Linked DNA regions of Mus musculus: region 2 is linked to region 1. A link is a contact called in public HiChIP or PLAC-seq data. All regions are on one chromosome and are shown on one strand. Each heading gives the region's core, a stretch centred on a gene start, on an enhancer-like site or on the middle of the called end of the contact. The rest is flanking DNA. Distances are from core to core; before and after follow the strand shown.

Region 1 (4,384 bases), core at 1,190-3,689:
GACAGCAGAAAGCTAGTCATCAGACAAGCTTAATGGCATATTTAAATGACACAGAAGTTAAGAATGTACTCACTGGTTAGCAACTAGCTACTTTGCCAACTAAGGAAATAATTATATGATTCTTGTAGAGAAGTGCTAGGGATAGGATACTATGTGAAATGCAAAGTGTGATACACTTCCAGGAAACTACTCTACTCCCTTGTAGAAATGAGTGAAAGAATTTCCATCCTTAAAATATAATGGCCAAAAAACACTCAATATTTCCATATTAAAAAACTATCAATAATTTCAGTTGATATAAAAATTACAAGGCAATGTACCTGAATGTCTGTATCAACAGAAAAATATTTCCCAAAATACACAGGAACACCTGCTGCAGATGGACCTCAGTCAGGTCCTCGATCCACAGGAAAACCCGGTTTTCCGGTTACAGGCAAGCAAGGAGTTGGCACTGATGGGTGACAGACACTGACATAGAAAGAGTATGTATCTGGATGTATTTTCTCAAAGCGAGCATCAGTCTTATAATACAGAAGAAAAACAAGAAAGCTAGGCGAATACATCTGCCAAGGTACACTGGTTCTTTACACAAAACAAAGAAAATGCATACATAAAAAGATAGCAGGAGCCAGGCCATGTTTACAACTGAGAATAGGAACAACCCTTAATTAAGATCAGCCAGGTGAATGCTCTGATGCATTGCTAGTCTATTGTTAAACCCACCACCAGGGGTCCTTTAGTAAATACCTGGTTATGCTATTCCTGTGGGCCTAGTGAAAAACCTGCACCAGGGGAATTCTGTTCTACTAACCTTTTCATGAAACCACAACCCACCTATTTCCTAGGCCATTGTGTATAGGTGTGACTCGGCTATTGTTCTAAGTAATTACTATGTAGACTAGCCCTGAGCTTTTCTAGCTCTGTTCTTTGTAATGCCTGATTATTTTCACTGTCTCTACTAGGGTAAATTTGAATGTTACTGAATAGGTAACATTCTTACTGCATTCCAAGCTCAGGGTCGGCTCAAGGACTTCCTGGGACATTGGAACATTGGTGGAGGCTTAATCTAACTTAGCTATATGTCAAAATCAATCCTTAAAGGCACTTATAATAAAACAATACTGAGAGCACACAGATCCATACACCAGACTAACGTGGGGACAGGCTTGGAATATATGTGCTATGAGAATGCCAAGGTTTCAGGAGGCTAAGTTTCTGTGAAACTCTTCTTCGCCTCAGGACTGCCTCCAGGTTTCTAGGCCATTCACTTGAGCCACTACTGGAGTAGATGTAGCAAACACCCAAACTCCATCAAAAGAAGCTATTTTTCATGTACATATCAGTATCAGTGAACAAGGTGACATAATACACTGAATTTTGAAATAGTTAACCACTTTCAAGAGGAACTAATAATTAATGTAACAAATTTAGTTTGCTACAATATGATGATAAAATTGTTTCATGCATATCTAAGTAAGTTACTGCCAGAAATCCATTGTTCCTGGTTTTGCACATGATCATCCCTCCAGGCCAAACAGCATTCTTTAAGAGTCCAATTTTGCCCAATATCCTAACAGCACTTTTTGACTGCTGACATTTCCTCATAGGAGGAGAGGCAGGAAGGATCATAGAACCCTCACAATAATATCCAGCCATTCCATACTACTTGTTGTACGTAATTCTTCCTTAATTGAATGTGGCCTCAGGGAGAGGTTAGAGTATGTAGTCCAGGGAATGTTGGGTGGTGGTATCCATATATGTAACTATGAGAAAGCCAGGGTCCCTGCTATGTAAAAATTTTCCTGTGTGGTCTTTCATGGGAGAAGACTCATGCCTGCAGGTAACCCCTTACCTGTCCTTTGTTTGTAAGCCCAATCAATGTATTGGTTTCCCAGAGTGGACTTTGATGAATGTGTCTCAGTAAGAAAGCCTTGTTCTTCCAGTTTGAACCTGAACCCAGATCAGACCTGGGGCTCTGCACCCACTCCTCCAACACCCAGAGGGAGCCTGACTCCTAGGTGCTCTGACACACACAGGATCACAGAGGAAGCTCCACTTCCAGGAGATCAGACACACCCAAGATCACTCGAGCTCTGACACACTCAAGATCACAGTTGAGGCCACAACATATTTCCCAATACCCAGAGTGACTGGGACCCTCACAGGAACCAGGTGTTGGAGGCCAGCCTGCGGCTCACAAGAAACGGGGTACACCTGGGAGGTAAGCTGGGACTAAAAAGACAGGGGAAACTAGGCGGTGGAGAGAAAAATGGAGCTAAGTCAAGATTACTGATCAAAGTTCAAATGTTTAATGGCAAATGTGCTTATAAAGTGGGGGAGGCCCATTCCCGCCAATTCATCCTTGGAGCCTGGAACCAGCTGCAAGTGACTTAGGGTATAGTCTCCAGAATAGCTCAGAGGCCTCCCAGCAGGAAGCAGTATCTTGAAGAGGAACAGCTGTGGTGGCTAAACAATAGAGTGATCTAGGGAAGAAGGCTCCACCCTAGGTAATCTCCTTAGTGGCAGCAAGGTCAAGGTCTGGTTCAGCCTGCTTCAGGCTGGAGGGAGGTTACAATTTCCTCCCTGTTATTAATATTAAAAAAAAAAACTGGGCTGAGGCATAAAATTTATTTATGCTCTATAGTCCTGCCTGGGAGTTATGGTGGCTGGCGGATGCGTCTGTCTTAGGAAATCTTAGATCTTCCTGAACCATCCAATTCCATCTTGGAGGTTACATGCAGCTAGTTTTTGTAATATTTCACACAAAACATGGCTCTGTGGTGTGCTATCAACAGCCACAGCCTTTTGACATGTACCTCTGTCTTAGATTGGTATGGTTCCGAGATCTGGGTGCTCGTCATTGACTGTCCGGCCCTCATTAGCACACCTTAACCAGGGAAACACAAACCCCTACACAACTTACACCTACCTGTGCCTGTTGCAAACCCAGGGCTCTGGCTCACCGACCCATTCCTCCAACACCCAGAGAAAGATTGGCACCCAGGAGCTCTGACACAACAGAATCTCAGGCGCTTGGTCAACTAGGATTTCAGGATCTCAGGGGCAGCTTAGACTCCCAGGAGCCCTGACACACCCAGGATCTTAGAATCACAGGATCCTAGAATCACAGGATTACAGAGACAGCTGGACTCTGAGGAGTTCTGACACAACCAGGATCACAGGAAGGACAGGCTCCAGTCAGAGACAGCAAGGGCAGGTAGCACTAGAGATAGCCAGATGGTGAGAGACAACCACAAGAAAAGCAACAGAAACCAAGGTTACTTGGCATCATCAGAACCCAATTCTCCTACTCCTGTATACCCCAACACACTGCAAAAGCAAGATCTGGATTTAAAAATCACATCTCATGACAATGACAAAGGACTTTAAGAAGGACATAAATAGCTCCCTTACACAAATACAGAAGAACACAGGTAGACAGGTAGAAGCCCTTCACGAGGAAACACAAAAATCCCTTAAAGAATTATAGGAAAACACAATTAAACAGGTGAAAGAACTGAACAAAACCATCCAGGATCTAAAAATGGAAATAGAAACAATAAAGAAATCACCAAAGGAGACAACCCTGGAGATAGAAAGCCTCATACTCAATGACAAAAAAACTCATAAAAACCAGAAACTCAAGAACAATCCAGTCCATGTTATACAGATGATTTGAAGAGATACTTATCAAAGAAAATATCCTAGTGGACACATATAAACATGCGCTCATTTTAATTTATTATAGCTTACTTTTGAGAAGCCTATGTCCAGTAGGCCAATGGCCAGTAAATCCCAAAAGAAATGCCTAGGACCTATGTTTTTATTTTTAAATAAATCATTCATTAATCTAAAGCTCTATAGTATTGATTGTACATCAAAATGAACTTGAATTTGAGGATTATTTATATTAATCTAGGGATATTACTATTAGTTTATTCATAAGTCAATAATTTAAGCTATTTTATGGAAAGATACTTTCCTTACTGATTGCTACGTCAAGACAACATGCATATAAATAGTATAACTACTATATTTTCTTACTAATAATTTATTGATTCCACTTAGGAATGGAAATTAGTTTACTATTCCCAATACATTTTTATGTCTGTTGGTAGTTTTGTGACTAAATTATCTCAATTCACATGAGAAGTCTATTATTTATATTGAGATAATTTGCCTTGGGCCGTATATCCTTATTAAATCAAAGATAGGAAGAGATTAGCAGTTATGTAAATATTCCTAATGTTTTTACCTTCTTATTTGTGATTGAGATGTATGAGAGAGAATAAAGATATAATCCAGAAGTAAGCTAGTTTTATTTAATGCTAGCCTATTCCTTATAAAAGGATCAAGCCATTGTCTGGATTATTGTAGTAGTCAC
Region 2 (4,384 bases), core at 1,135-3,634, 79 kb after region 1:
GACACGCTTTATAAAGGAGGGGAGAAAGTCCATTTCTGCCAATTCATCCTTGGAGCCTGGAACCAGCTGCAGGTGATGATGTGCAGGATAGGGCAGGATAGGGGGGCCTCTCAGCAAGTAGCAGTATCTTGAAGAGGAACAGTGACAGTGGCTCAACAATAGAGTGATCTAGGGAAGAAGGCTCCACCCTAGATAATCTCCTTAGTGGCAGCAAGGTCAAGTTCTGGCTCAGCCTGCTTCAGGCTTGAGGGAGGCTACATATTTGGAGTTCTGTAGGCTTCTTGTTCATGGACATCTATTTCTTTAGGTCAGGGAAGTTTTCTTCTATAATTTTGTTGAAGATATTTACTGGCCCTTTTAAGTTGAAAATCTTCATTCTCATCTATACCTCTTATCCTTAGGTTTGGTCTTCTCTTTGTGTCCTGGATTTCGTGGATGTTTTGAGTTAGGATCTTTTTGCATTTTCTTTGATTGTTGTGTCTATGTTTTCTATGGAATCTTCTGCACCTGTGAGTCTCTCTTCCATCTCTTGTATTCTGTTGCTGATGGTTCTTGATTTCTTTTCTAGAATTTCTATCTCTAGAGTTGTCTCCCTTTGGGTTTTCTTCATTGTTTCTACTTCTATTTTTAGATCTTGAATAGTTTTGTTCAGTTCCATCACTGTTTGGTTGTGTTTTCCTGTAATTCTTTAAGGGATTTTTGTGTTTCCTGTTTAAGGACCTGTTTAGCAGTGTTTTCCTGTATTTTTTTCAGGGATTTTTGTGCTTCCTCTTTAAGGACTTCTACCTGTTTAGCAGTGTACTCTTGTATTTCTTTAAGTGAGTTATTAAGGCCCTTCTTAAAATCCTCTACCAGCATCATGAGATATGATTTTAAATCTGAATCTTGTTTTCGCATGTGTTGGGGTATCCAGGACTTGCTGTGGTGGGAGTACTGGGTTCTGATGATGCCAAGTGTTCTTGTTTCTGTTAGTAAGATTCTTATGTTTGTCTTTCGCCATCTGATAATCTCTGGTGTTAGATGTTCTAGCTGTGTCTTGCTGGAGTTTTTTCCTCCTGTGATTCTGTTAGCCTCTGTCAGCACTCCTGGGAGTCCAACTCTTCTCCTGAGGTTAGAGCACTCTGCAAGCAAGCTTTTCTCTTGCAGGGAAGATGCACAGAGGTCTGGAGTTCAGCTCTGCCTCCTGGCTAAGGATGAGGCATGAAGGGGCCCTGTCTAAGAAGCTCTGTTGCTTTTGAGGCCCTCCTGTTTTCCTGCTCAGACTGGTCTCTGAGATACCAGGGATACAAGTTGGCTTTCTCACCTTCGAGTCATGGGGTCAGGGCCCTCTCTGGTTGCTGACTCTCCTCAGTGATCCTAAGATCCTGGGTGTGCTAGGGCACCTGCATCATGGAGAGTTCTCTGGGGACCTTGGGAAGGTCTGCGGAGTTCGTGCCCAAGGTGGCCTGGGGCTCGCACTGACCAGAACGAACCCCAGCCACTCCAGACATTTCTTTATTCATATTAATAACAAGTTGAAGCAGCCTCCTCTGCTCCCAGAGGCCAAATAATGACACAGTTGTTTCTTGACCTAAAGTGCTAATATTTGCAAGAAGCAACTTTTATTTATTTTTCTGTTTTTTTTCCCCAAGAAGAAAATTTAAATAGGTTTTTATCACACACACACACACACACACGCACACACACACACATACACACACACAGTAGCTGGGCACTGGTGATGCAGGTTTGTAATCCAAGGAGCAGAGGCAGGAGAATCTCAAGAGTTTGTGGCCAGTCTGATTTCCACAGTGAGACCTTGTTTCTAAACTTTGTCATCTCACAAACAAGGTTTTCTCTTTTTTTTGATCTTGAGATCAACTTATACACGCTAAAAAGAGGAGGCTGAAATTTTGTTTTTCTCTTTAGTCCCTTTAGGCAAGGGAAAGTATTTTGTGTGTTTGATGAACGCTGGGTTTTTGTGTATTGAGTGGAGGGTCTCTAAAGAACATTATTCATATGTATTATTCCCACGTTATAATCAGAGGCCCATAAGGACTAAATGTTGGGGTGCTTGAATGAGGGTTACAGGTAAATCTTGGATCGGCAACTTCACTGAGGCTGGAGGTTCAGGCTAGACAACTCTTTCTTCCTTTGTTGACTTAGTAAAAGTGATTTCAGATCTCTGGGAAGACGACAGGACAATGTCGGGGTGTCGTTTTCCTCCCTCCTAGGTCCAGTGTGGGTCTCAGCCTCTCGCGAGCCCCGAATGCCCGCTTCCTGCGGCTGCAGCTCCACGGCGCCTGGGAACCCTGATCCCACGGCCGCGTGACCGGGCCACAAACGCGCGGCGCTGCACGTCTCGCGCCGCCCCGGAGCTCGCGCCGCCGCCGCTGCCGCTCGCCAGGCTCCCAGGACTCGGGCCACCGCCATGCTCTTCCGCTTCGGCGTGGTGGTGCCGCCCGCGGTGGCCGGCGCTCGGCAGGAGCTGCTGCTCGCCGGCTCGCGGCCCGAGTTAGGGCGCTGGGAGCCGCACGGCGCCGTGCGTCTCAGGCCCGCGGGTACCGCGGCGGGCGCCGCTGCGCTGGCGCTGCAGGAGCCCGGCCTGTGGCTCGCCGAGGTGGAGCTGGAGGCGTACGAGGAGGCCGGCGGGGCGGAGCCGGGCCGCGTTGACACGTTCTGGTACAAGTTCCTGCAGCGCGAGCCTGGAGGCGAGCTGCACTGGGAAGGTACTGCGCTCCCCGGCCCGAGGCCCGCACCCCGCAGCTCCCCGTGCACCCCGGCCGCGGCCTCGGGGGCGCGCAGCCCGCAGCTCGCGCGCCCCCGCAGCTCCCCGTGCACTTAACTGTTGGCCACCGCTCGCCCACCATCTTGACCCTACCCGGTTGCACAGCGATGCCCTGGTCCGGATCAAGACCCAGTTCCGAGGGTCTCCTGCCTTAGGCCTCTCTCTAATCCACTCCGAAGTGGCCCACCCCACACTACAAGGGGCCGCTTGCTGGAGGGAATTTTCCCTTAGATTTTTGAGACCGAATCGTGGGAAATAGCAAGCTCCTCCCCCAAAGTCAGGTCACCGCGATAGAAGACAATTGAGACATGACTTGATTTCTTAAAATATGTAAAGAGTAATATCGGTTGTAAAGAAATAATAAAAGTAAATAGCCACTTGTGATAGCACAAATCTGTAATCTCAGTACTTGGGAGGTTGAGGCAGGAGGATTGCTGGGAGTTCCCAGCCAGCCAAGGCTACAAAGTGAGAACTTGTTCCACAAAAATATTATAATAAGAATATATGATTGAAAGCAGCATTTCCACCATACAAAACCTAAACATATTGCCTGCATGCGCGCGTGTGTGTGTAACTGTTTGAACAAATATTGTACAATATATAATTTTGAGTATTTATTTTTTCTTTAACAATATTAATATAGCTCAGACTTATTTGCATACAGGTGTGTTTTACTTTTTAAGTGAAAAAAAAAAATACTGTGCAGCTGTTACTGTGCATTAAGGTTCCTTTTGGTTTTCGAGATTCTTGGATTGGAATCCAAGTGCGGTTTTCTTTCTAGCATTTGGAAATGTTTCTGTACAATGGATTTGGACAAGCCAAAATGTCGCCACTTTACGTTTCAGTAAGGAATGTGTTGAAAAATCCGTAGCAGCGTGTCCACCGACCACGCTGGGTGGATCGAGACAGCCTTTTCTGTGAAGGCAATGGGCGTGGTGGCAAACTGAACGTGTGTGGCTCAGTGGTTCTCAGAGTCCCGTGGAGGGAATGAATGCTTCTTGAGAAATTCGTATGGGCAGACAACCAGGCCATTAGCCAGTTCTTGTGGAAAACAAGAATGCAGAATAACAAAAAAACGAGACCCAAGAAAAGCACGTGGTTTACTGGGATCTGTTTATTCCCTTTGCTGGTCTTTTTGGCCACTCTTGGGTTTGATGGTCAGCTAGCACTTCATTATGTCAGATGTGAGAGCTGCCTGCCTTTGGCTGTCCTCCCTTTGCAGTGCATTTCTACTAATGTCACTGTGTCCTTTTTCCACAGTAAAATTACATCTGATAATTTTAATAACGGTGCGTGGTGTACTAGAGCACCCATTTCCAGGTCTCCTCCTTTATCAGCGTTTCTAATACCCCCAAAGTGCTGATGGTTGGGTTGCTATTTCTTAATGCATTCACTTTAACTTGTCTGTTTTCAATTTTTCTGCAGGTTACCACATACATTATATGTAGCTTGCAAAAAAGAGTATCTATTGACACCTACTGGAAATGCATAAAATTAGCAACTGTACATGCTATAAAATATAAAGAATTTAGTCCATTATCCCTGCTGGCTTTAATACCCTTATTTTAAATTATAGATGTGATATTGACTTTTATTTTATAGAGTTCATTTTATCCT

The links. HiChIP or PLAC-seq counts read pairs in DNA pulled down with a chosen protein or histone mark.
Region 2: an H3K27ac HiChIP or PLAC-seq map of embryonic stem cells shows a contact between it and region 1, with 8 read pairs. The contact joins the promoter of Epm2a here to the enhancer-like site in region 1. A contact is called at or near these places in 2 of 39 promoter capture datasets (fetal liver and hematopoietic stem and progenitor cells), 9 of 484 Hi-C or Micro-C datasets (the Ba/F3 cell line, the G1E-ER4 cell line, LSK cells and 5 more), 5 of 115 datasets of contacts at active chromatin or transcription factors (bone marrow-derived macrophages, embryonic stem cells and microglia) and 3 of 9 other capture datasets (adipose tissue, liver and pancreatic islet).

The regions. Positions count from the first base shown.
Region 1 is chr10:11,261,577-11,265,960 of GRCm38.p6, forward strand. No RefSeq gene overlaps it. Among named protein-coding and RNA genes, the nearest start is that of Fbxo30, 18 kb to the right of the region's middle. Within about 2 kb of position 2,440, at least 6 of the 459 cell types and tissues checked have an H3K27ac peak or open chromatin away from gene starts, as enhancers often do. A contact at or near this core is called in embryonic stem cells, where this site is marked.
Region 2 is chr10:11,341,061-11,345,444 of GRCm38.p6, forward strand. Epm2a (epilepsy, progressive myoclonic epilepsy, type 2 gene alpha) reads left to right here and starts at 2,385. Exons shown (of 4, transcript NM_010146.2): 1 at 2,385-2,708. The coding sequence starts at 2,411.